2 separate regions of the Drosophila melanogaster genome follow, and region 2 is linked to region 1. The links are chromatin contacts, called in public Hi-C maps. All regions are on one chromosome and are shown on one strand. The core of a region is the stretch at or near the end of the contact, and the rest is flanking DNA. Distances in the headings are between cores, read along the strand shown. Region 1 holds the start of wdb (widerborst). Region 2 holds the start of Hrb98DE (Heterogeneous nuclear ribonucleoprotein at 98DE).

Region 1 (5,671 bases), core at 3,050-5,549:
CGAATACTTATCGCATATGTTCTAGCAACCTAAGACGATTAATTTATGAATAAAGCTTTAAAGTCGAATAAATAGTCTTTTTTTTTTTTTTGTCACATACTGATATGATCTTTAAGTATCTGAATCTAAAACCCTTATCTTGGAATAAAAATCACGAACGTGTCAGCAAACATTTTTTGATTTTAATATTTAATAATACACGACATAATTGTCCGCCTGTATGGTATCTTTCATTCGCAGATCCCGTAGATCTCGTGCTACAAAAAAGTATAACATTAATAAATTTTGGCTTCATTTCGTACAACTCGAACTCAGTTTTGTGTTTTTGTTTTGTGTATATATAACTTGTATTGTATATATTGTGTAGAACAATACCCGAAGAGGCAAATCGTTAGACATTGGTATAACTATATATATATTGTTCATATGTTTCTTGTATATGTGTAAGTATGATTGGTTGTGTATATCGTATGCTAAGTGCTTGCACAAGCGCCGGTCCTCAAATGGAATTCCGAGCTGCTATTCTTTGTGTCTTGTTAATATACTAACAAAAATTGTAAGTGGCTTAAAATATGTTCAGAGTTTAGATCGATCGATAGATTGATAGAAAAATGCAATACTCATAGTTACAATTGGATATATCTGTAGTTAGATTTTGATTTGGAAAATGCATTGCTTACATGTAGAGTGGGTTCGATGGACTTAAAACTTAATATTTAGCTGAATGTGGCTACGAGAATGTAAGATCGTTGATCGTAGAGAAGACTTGGTTCCGTCTATTGAGCAAATTGGATTAGTACATTAGTATTATCCGGCTTAAACTACTTGCACATGCAATTAAAACGTTAATATCGTAAGACTCGAGTGCATATCGTTCAATATCATGGCCAGCTCATGGTGGAGTATGTAATGAGTCATGAGTGGATGAGTGTGTGCATCCGTTGGAGGTTCCTCCCTCTGCTCGTGTAGACGAGGCCCTATACACCCCTAATATTTGGTTACGTGGTTAGTTGCTATTCATAAATTAATGCTTTTCGTGTACGTGTGTATATATAAATCTTGTAAAAGAACAAAATGTTTAGCAGCCAATTTCCGAAAATAAACGACTGAATAAATGGCCGCAAGATGGGCTTACAACGAAATGAGTCAGGAGCTGCGGCCAGGGATGGATTTATAGGATTGTTTGGTTGGACTTCAGCTTTTTGGACTACAACTCTCTACTTTCCAGCTCCGCCGGCTGAACCGTTGTTGTTGCTGCGGCTATTGTTGTTATTGTTGGCATTTCGGAACGGAATCGAGGCGCGCTGATCCTCCATGCGACCGCTCTGGACCTTCATGATCAGTGAGAAGAAGTCCTCATCGGGGACGGTAGCTCCACGTCCGGTCTGTCCGCGTGGTGCCCCTGGAACAGCAGCCTCTGGGACGGATCGCGGTGGTGCCTCCGCCTCTGCGTCCATGGTGACATTGGGGCGCGGTAACTCGGACCGCTGCTCCTCCAGACGCGAGCCTTGGCAGCGCATAAGCATGTCTAGGAAGTCATCATCGGGCTGCTGCGTAGTGGTGGCGCTCCTGGCGAGCGGCCCATGTCCAATGGCTGATGGATTCGCCGACGACGGTGACTTGAGGCCAGGCAGGTTGGTGGGATCCACGAACAACGAGTTCTGCTGCACAAGCGGCTTACGCGTGGCGCCAGTGGCCACCGCCGGAGCTCCGGCGGGATTCACCTTGATCGAACAGCGCTGGTCATCCATGCGCTTCGACTGCGACCGCGAAAGCATCTCGAAAAAGTCGTCGTCTTTGGCTTTCCTGGTCGCCTGTGCTCGTAGCTTTTCCTCCTGCATGCGCTTTCCATCGGGAGTGATCTTGATCAGGTCCAACTGCTCCATGCTCTGGCGACGAACGCGCACCTGACGGGAAGCAATTAAAGTAATAAATTTAGCTATGTATCTTTCAGGGGTTTCAATTTCTCAGCATGTGCTCGAATCGAAAGTTTAACGATGTGTTTTGGTACAAAGTATAAATATTTACGCTAACATAAAGGGGCAAACACTGCAAGCAGCAGGTGTCCACTTCGAAAAATAGAACAAACGGACTGCCAGTATTGTTTAAAAATATCTCAGGAATCATTCATATTGCTTTATGTTGTTGCAGCTCGTTTCTCTTACCATTCTTCCTTGCGAGTTCTCCGATCCATCCGACTGATTTCCGCTGGCCGAGTGATCGGAGGCGGTGGATCGAGCCTCCTCCTCGGTGGGTGAAGGCTCGGAGTCGGGCATTCCGAGTAGCTTTCGTAGATCGGAGATGTTCACCCTGGCTGTGCTTTCACCCACCGGGTCGTGCAGCTCCTTGGCCAGTTGAAGATGCTGTTCCGCATACTTTAGGGCCCGCTCATGACCACCGATGGCAGAGTGGGCATTGCCCAGTGACCAGCAGGCCCTGGCCTCACCAATTCGATCGCCCAACTCCTGGGCAATGGCCAAGTGTCGATTGTGATACTCGATGGCAGTGTTGAACTCGTGCAGCAACGTGTAGGTGTTGCCCAAGCTGTAGCAACTCTGGGCCTCCACTTCGCGTTCACCCAACTCAACGGCCAAAGCCAAGGTGCGTTTGTAGTGTTCGGCGGCGTCCTCGAATTGTCCCAGGAATATGTGCGAGTTGCCAAGATTACTGTTGGCCCTTCGCTCAGCCGCGCGATCACCAAACTCTCTGGCAATGCGCAGTCGCTCCTGATGATGCTCAATGGCCGCTTGGAAATCGCCTAGTAGGTAGTAGGTATTTCCCAGATTACCACAAGCTCGACCTTGAGCACCACGATCACCCAGATCCCGCATGAGCTTCAGATTCTCCTGGTAAAACTCCACGGCACGGGTGAGCGCCTCCTTGACATCGTCGCCGAACTTTCCAGGGTTTCTCTGACCCAAGTGCTTGCCCTTGGCGTGGTAGACATTTCCTAGGTTGTAAAGAGCGCGTCCCTCGGACAGACGATCTCCCAGCTGCCTGGCCAGCGTTAGGTGCCTCTCGCAACAGATGGCCGCCTCGTCGAAGCGACCCATTACCTTGAGGGTGTTGCCCAGATTGCCAGAGGACTTGGCCTCGCCCAGTCGGTCGTTCATGCTCTTGGCCAGCGTAAGATCGTGTTTGTGGTACTGCATCGCCTTGTTGTAGTCGCCTAGGTAGAAGTAGGCGTTGCCCAGCTGGGAGTAGATGGCGGACAGAGTGCGAAGATCCTCGGTTCCGGCCTGAATGGCCGCCTGGAAGAAGGCCACGCCCGCCCGGCAGTCACCCGCCTTGCAGAGGCGTTCACCCTCGAGGGCCAGTTCCAGGCACATACTGGATCCTCCGTCGGATCCGGAACCCTGCTGGGAGTTGCCGTCGTGGGAAGTAGTTCCTCCTCCGCCCGATCCCAGTCCCAAACTGGACACATTCTCCGCGGACGCAGAGAGCGAGGACATTCTGCTGCGAAGTCTCGCCTTTTTGTCGCGATGCTCCTTTTTGAGGGGCAGGTGCTCTGAAAACTGGGAGTTGTCCACTTTGCGGCGATGTTTTGGGGTCGATCTTTGGGGTTTTTAGCTAGCCTCTGGCTGGTTTTGAACTGCTGGTGGGTAAACTTAACTGCGACAGGTGAAATTTCAGCAATTAAGCGATCTTTTGTACCGTTTTTTTGACTAATTAGTGCGTTTCTGATTCACGACCAGTGTGACCGATTGGGGTCGATGAGAATACCAAGCAGATTAGAAAGAAATACCAACTTTATATGGTATGTCGTTGGATTTAAAAATAATATCTGTTATATTTTGTTTTAAGTCAATTGAACAATTTTAAATTACTTGTTATTTTTCCCCTACAACAAAGATACTATGAAAATTATATAAATAATATGCCTTTACCTCATGACCATAGCTTACATATCAGCAATATTTAGTAGCCCAATTGGTAATATTATATATATAATTACATTGTTTGATGGTTAATGTATGCATGCCGTTTGATTTAAAACTAATTTTTTTTTAACTTTAAGAAAAAGCAGTTTAAATTCATTTATTAGAATTCGAATTAGAAATCTTATCAGATGGTTGCCCTAATTTGAGAAATGTTAGCCACTGCAAGACCATAGCTTATAAAGGATCAATACTTATGAGCCAAGCTAAAACACAATTTTATCATAGTCTTTTCTTATTTTTGTAACGTATTAGTAAAATCTAAAATATATTGGCATAGTTAACATTTATCATTTTCGGTCAACAAGCCATAGCCCTCATCCCTATCAACCGTAGTTGGTAGCCAGCACTTTTGCAGACGCGCTTTGCAACACTAATCGCTTCAAAGATGGCGTCACTTCTACGGTGTCTGTGTGAACGATTCTAGTTGCCGCTGGAGAAAATTCGTAATTCTCGCATAAAGCGCACCTGCCGGTTACCAAAATCGATTGAAAAGCGAACGTCCCATATTGCGGCGCGATAAGCGGGTGAAATTGTGGCAGTGCGTGCGCGATAGACTGTTAGAAAAGCAGTGCAAATTGGAAGTCCGGATGCTCGAAGGTGTGTGTGTGCGTCGCTTTTTTTGTGCGGTTTTCAGCTGCAGTCGGCCAACAGTGCAACGCAAACATTGTGTTCTAAATTACATAAAGCAGGGAATTTCTGCACGAAGGCAACCGAAAAAAGGACTAAAAGGAAAAAATTAGCCACACAAAAGGAGAGCGAGTGCGACAGGGAAGGAGGGATACAGAGCGAGCGAGAGGTCGATAACGATAGCCTTGTTTGGTTATCGCCCTCGATAGGAAATAAAAACGGGAGAAAAACTTGAAAGCAGCGGCGTCTTTCAGTTCGCCGGTGTGCCCGTGCGTTGGATGGTATTTTGTGGTATTTTCATTCATTTTTGGGACTGTAGTGTGACCGTGTGTGGGAGAGAGCCGCCTAAATAGAGAGCGCGACGCGCAACAACAGTTTCTGTGGTGAGTTGAAACGAAACTCACCACGCTCTCACCCAGAAATCTGGCACAGTGGTCTCGAAACAAAAGCCAAATGAGTAATCGCACCTGGGGAATCTAGCTAAATATCAGCACCAAACAATTGAAAGTCAGCTAGATGAAAACAATAACAATAGTAATACTATTCGAAGTACTAATACTAATCAATTGGAGGCAGGCTTTTCGTTTGTGTGTGCCTGCTCCCTCTCGCGTATAGTATATACCCATGTGCCAGAGAGAGCAAGCCGAAAACGAAAAGAGAGCGCGAGAGTCGGACGAAGGAAAAAAATATCGCCACAGTTGCCGTATGCCGCCTTCGTCGTCGGTTGCAAAAGATATAGAAATCTTTTATATACACACATACGCAGTCGGTTTTTAATAAATTCTGCAGCGAAAATTCCAAGCCCGAATAAAGAAGGAGAAATAAAAGGCAACTAAACAAAGCCGAGTGCAAAATTAAAGCCAAATTTCCAAGGCGAATGCAAATTTTTCAAGTGCGCAGTAAGCGGCTAAATCCCCAGACGCAATTCGGTGTTTCAAAAGTTTTAATAAATAAATAAATATGTAATTACGCTCGCAATCCAGCCAGCCCGCACACACACACGCACACACAAATACACGCACGCAATCGGTTAGAATTCGTATGAGCATATATATTTTTTACTTATATTATTTTTAGAATATCGATTTTGTGCCGCGTGCGTG
Region 2 (5,345 bases), core at 1,301-3,800, 1.0 Mb before region 1:
AGTTCTTACCCAGTTGCCGCCACCATTCTGGTTGCCGTAGTTTCCACCGCCCATGTTTCCGCGGTTTCCACCGGCACGACCACCCGGACCACCGCGTCCTCCGCCACCTCCCTGTTGGTCATTCTGCTTGGGCAAGGCCTTCTTTACGTCCACCATTTTGCCATTCAGCTGATGCTGCTTTTGCACTGCAAAAATAAAGAGGGAAAGCATGCTATTAGTGGTATTCGAAAATGAACTTCCCTATGTGGTGCATCCGGAGGATAGTGTGCCATATACTCTTTCATCATTGGTGCACAAACACCACCAACAACAACAATATAATACTGGCTGGGATTTCATCTTACAGTCACAAACGCCGCACGAGCACATCGAACATTGCTATGCGGAGCTGGGACTGTGGAATTTTAGCTAAAATTAGGATCGATATCGGATAGTACACATTCACCATTTCGGTGCATTTGATTTGCAGTTGTAACGAGGCTGCGTGTTACACAGAATTGATTTATAATATACATTCGCATCACATAGCTTAGCCGACGCTTAAATTAATCTCACAGCGTTTAAATAAAAACCATACAGGCGACTTTTTCAAGCCCGTCAATTTGTCAGTACTGTGACGTCCACGAAGGGGCTGATCTAGAAACTTTCTGTTTAATCGGTTCGATAATCAAGGTGTGCCTTATACTCTTTCATCGTTGATGCACGAAGAGCACCAACAACAATGATATAATACTGGCTGGAATTTATTCTAACAGTCACAAACGCCGCACGAGCACATCGAACATTGCTGTGCGGAGCTGGGACTGTGGAATCGTAGCTAATTTTAGGAGATATATTCACGCTAAATAACATTCACCATTCTGTGGATTTGTCAGTATATTCAAGTAAGCGAAGGCATTTAGATACTCATTCTTTTCATATAGTTGGTAATTCAATGTGATATTGTGCCTTATACTCTTTCATCGTTGATGCACGAACAGCGCCAACAACACGATATAATATGGGCTGGGTCTTTTATCTTACAGTCACAAACGCCGCATGAGCACATCGAACATTGCTATGCGGAGCTGGGACTGTGTATCGATTTCCATAATAGCAATTAATTGAACTATTGTAACGAGGCTGCGTGTTACACTGAATAGGCGCAATGCTTACATTCGCATAACATAGCTTAGCCGACGCTTTAATTCATCTCACAGCGTTTAAAAAAAAACTACCCTGGTGATGGTTTCAAACCAGTTAATTTGTCAGTACTGTGATATTAGGAAACAGTTTTAGATTCAAGCTATAGTGTGCCATATACTCTTTCATCGTTGATGCACGAAGAGCACCAACAACAATGATATAATACTGGCTGGAATTTATTCTTACAGTCACAAACGCCGCACAAGCACATCGAACATTGCTATGCGGAGCTGGGACTGTGGATATATTGTAATAATTGCAATTTTATCGAAATTTCTTGCTTATAGTGCGCATTCGTTTATCCGACGCTGATGGACATTTACGAGAAGCCCTACAATGTGCCAGAGCTGATTGAGCATATAGATTAGGGGTGGTTGCATGTCATACTTTTTTTCTACACGAACGCCGCGTACACAAATGGGGTTAATATTCGTTTCCTGTGCAGATAATTCAATCTGTATTGTATAAATCTAAGAACATGGCAATGTGATTTTCCTAACAGTCTACTCTCGAAGAGATAAATCATTCTTAAAGGATATTTGATATTGTCTAGATTAGGAAAAGCGTTGTACTTACACACAACTTTGTCCACGGGATCGTAGTCGTCGAACTCGACGAAGGCGAATCCGCGTTTCTTGCCAGTCTCCTTGTCAATGACTATGTTGATGTCGACGATGTTGCCAAAGTGCTGGAAGTAGTCGCGGATGCTCTGCTCATCATGGTCGTCCTTGAGGGCGCCAACAAAGAGTTTCTTTACGGTGGCTCCGGCATTCGGGGAATCAATGTCCTGACGGGGAACGGCGCGCTTGGGCTCCACCACTCGACCGTCGATCTTGTGGGGACGCGACTTTTGGGCCTCATCAATCATGCTCGAGTGGGAATAGGTGATGAATCCGAATCCGCGGGAACGCTTTGTGCGCGGATCCTTCATGACCACCACGTCCACGATGTTGCCCCATTTCTCGAAGTGAGCCTTTAGGTTCTCGTCGGTGGTACGGTAGTCCAAGCCACCGATGAACAGCTTGCGCATATGCTCCGGCTCGGTGATGGAGTCCTGAGGAAAGTCCTAAATTATTGATTTTATCAATGGCCATAACCTCACTTTCCGCCCTTGAGACACATGCGTAATTTTCAAAATGGCGACCGGCAAGGCGAGACACCAGCTTACAGGAAATTTCTAGACCCTTAATATCCACTACTTACATCATCATGGCCATTGGAGTTGCCGTTCTGGTTCTGGTTCGAGTTCACCATTTTACTAATGCAAAAGTTGAACAACTTCTAATCTAACTATTTTTTTTGCTATTGCAAATGGAGAAAGTCCCCTGACACACGAGACGAATGAAAAAACTGAATACAGTGTGACCGTTTCTACAACCCGATTAAACCCAGCACCTATTCGATACTACCTAGAACGATAACGATAAGTTGACAGACACCCTTGTCAATACAATACTTTTACAATATCTGCCCTGTTTCTTTTCACCATGCCTTAAAAAATGTGTGTAACATGTGTATTCTTGATCACGCCTTTTGCACTAAAAAGCTAAAAGAGAAACCAATACCGACAGCATCGTACTCCCTAGCACTATTAAGATACAACTACTGTTAGTCTTAGTCTTAAGTAACAAAACCGCAACGAAATGCTTTAGCACATCAACTTTAGTTGCCGCATGGGTAAAAGCGCGTTGATCACCAAAATATATATATATTGGGATTATGGCCGAACTGAGTTTTTTCCCTGTGCAGTCGCGGTTTTGTGTGCTACTTACATCTTGCTCCTCATTTTGACCATTGTTCCAGTTGTCGTGACCACCCATTTCGAAGAACTTATATTTAAATATCTTTACTGCTCTGATATATATCTCAGCAATACTATAGAAATAACGACACTGGGAACGAAAGACGCTCACTGTAGCACCCCTTCCCTAAAACTGAAAATATATTTTCCTGTGGAAAGGAAAGCCGTAGACAGACCTTACAAAAATACTAGACCTAAATAAAAGCAAAGGTATTTGGTTACACTAATCGGTTGTTGCTTCCACTTGTTTCCACTGAAAATCTATGTGGGTCAAATTAGCGTCTATGGCAGAACGGTGAAATATGGAAAATGAGAATCTTATTTATTTATTTAATTTTTCGCTATTTATAGGTAAATTCCAAAAAAAATACAAATGCAAAAATCTTAATAAATCGAACTATTTAAGAGATCTAACTATCTATGTACGACTAAAGTTTATAGGACTCAGAAAGTATATAAAATATGCAATAAAAAAATCGGCTAGCTACTTTTCAAGGAATATCTCCACTCGCAGAGCATATTCCAAAATGCACGCTGGCCAGAAAAATGATGTGTTAAATTACTCGGCTCCGCCGTCGCCGCTAACTCCACGATGCTAATTTAACGCATTTTTTGTAGCTATTTTCAAGATGTAGCTACATATTTAGCGGAATATTCGAAAGCTTTTTGTGGTATTTTTCGGCGCACCCGCAGCAGCCACACTGCCGCACACGTAAGGAAATAAGTTTTCTAATTCCTTGATTTCAAAAATGCCGAAAAAGAAGACTGGGCAGCGTAAGAAGGCCGAGAAGCAGAAGCTTCGCCTCAAGGAGATCCGCAGCAGAGAGGTGCCTCTTGCGGATTTGCCCTGCAATGCACCAATGGAGTGCGACAAGTGCGAGAAGAAGCAGAAGTCGAGAGCCTTCTGCTATTTCTGCCAGAGCATTCAGAGATTACCCATTTGCGCCCAGTGCGGGAAAATCAAGTGCATGCTAAAGACCGGCGACTGCGTGGTCAAACATCCGGGCGTCTACACCACGGGCCTCGGAATGGTGGGCGCCATCTGCGACTTCTGCGAGGCTTGGGTTTGCCACGGACGCAAGTGTCTCCAAAACCACGCCTGCACGTGTCCGCTGCAGAATGCGACCTGCCTGGAGTGCGAACGCGGTGTCTGGGAGCACGGTGGGCGCATCTTCAAGTGCTCCTTCTGCAACGGATTCCTGTGCGAGGACGATCAGTTCGAGCACCAGGCCAGCTGTCAGGTGGGTAACCAAAAATACTCATTAAGCTTGTTCCGAACTTCATTTTGAGATTCATATGACGCCTTTTGGTAATGCAATCCATTCGGTTCCAGGTGCTGGAGTCGGAGAACTACAAGTGTCAATCGTGCAACAAGCTGGGTCAATACTCCTGCCTGCGCTGCAAGACCTGTTACTGCGAGGATCACGTGCGTCGCAAGGGCTTCAAGTACGACAAGAACAAGCCAATTCCATGCCCCAAGTGCAACTACGATACCTCGGTGACCAAGGACCTCAGCATGTCCACGCGGTCGCACAAATTCGGGCGACAGCAACAAGGAGGCAACAGCGACGACGAGGAGGGATACGGTGGATACTATGGAGCCGGTGGCAGTGGCTATTATGGTGGCGCCGCCAGTGGGGGCTACTCCTACGGGGGTGATGACGATGAAGATGAGTCCGATGGAGACTACGATGATGAAAGCGATGAAGACGATGATGATGATGAGGAAGAGGACGAGACCACAGAAAGTGAACCGGAGAAGGAAACCGACAAAAAGGCCACCAAATAAGGCTGAATTGTTTATATACTCGTAAATGGCCTTTTGTTAGTCCCTCTAAGTGTGCGAATGAATTCTCGGCTGTGCAGTCGTTTCTCTCGATGTAATAGGGAAATAAATTCTTTGTCAAATTGTAGAGTTTCCAAGTAGCCATTTTATAAAATGCAACAAGCTGCAAGTGGACTGTGGGCGAAAGTCGAAAGGTAAATGCGCAAGCGAATGCGAATCCAAATTCCACAAGGGAGGATAACTGGGGAACTGCGGGTGCGGATTGGAAATAATGGCCCTGGGCAGGGAGGAGCAGCAGGGCCAACCCGTACGCATATGATGATGGCGATGCCAACGGCTCTGCCAGCGCCAACTTCTCTGCTGATAGACTCATCCATCTCCAATCCACTTACGAGCGCAAATATTTACACAATTTACTCGAAAACGGAGGTATGAGCATATAATATTTCCAAAAACGATGGCAAACACACCACACACACCAAGCGAAAGACACGCACTTCGGCATTTGGGAATGTTTGTCAGTTAGGCAGAGCGGAACAGCAACAGCAATGGGTAGATGGGCGATGGTTGCTG

The links. A called contact is a pair of places that touch in the nucleus more often than the background predicts.
Region 2: a contact with region 1 is called in a Hi-C map of the Kc167 cell line, with 2.5 times the contacts expected there. The contact joins the promoter of Hrb98DE here to the promoter of wdb in region 1. A contact is called at or near these places in 2 of 107 Hi-C or Micro-C datasets (the Kc167 cell line and ovary).

Annotation. Positions count from the first base shown.
Region 1 is chr3R:27,580,869-27,586,539 of dm6, reverse strand. wdb (widerborst) reads left to right here and starts at 4,299. Exons shown (of 9, transcript NM_170340.2): 1 at 4,299-4,951. pins (partner of inscuteable) reads right to left here and starts at 3,700. Exons shown (of 2, transcript NM_080260.4): 1 at 2,166-3,700; 2 at 164-1,907. The coding sequence starts at 3,452. The coding sequence ends at 1,218. CG5639 reads left to right here. Exons shown (of 6, transcript NM_143313.2): 6 at 1-66.
Region 2 is chr3R:28,597,612-28,602,956 of dm6, reverse strand. Hrb98DE (Heterogeneous nuclear ribonucleoprotein at 98DE) reads right to left here and starts at 2,550. Exons shown (of 6, transcript NM_170374.2): 1 at 2,389-2,550; 2 at 1,762-2,239; 3 at 10-185. The coding sequence starts at 2,439. It overlaps Noa36, which reads left to right and starts at 3,669. Exons shown (of 2, transcript NM_143365.3): 1 at 3,669-4,227; 2 at 4,320-4,898. The coding sequence starts at 3,736. The coding sequence ends at 4,775. snoRNA:Psi28S-3405a (a small nucleolar RNA gene) reads right to left here and starts at 1,428; the gene lies at 1,289-1,428. snoRNA:Psi28S-3305a (a small nucleolar RNA gene) reads right to left here and starts at 1,259; the gene lies at 1,110-1,259. It also overlaps snoRNA:Psi28S-3405b, snoRNA:Psi28S-3405c, snoRNA:Psi28S-3305b and snoRNA:Psi28S-3405d.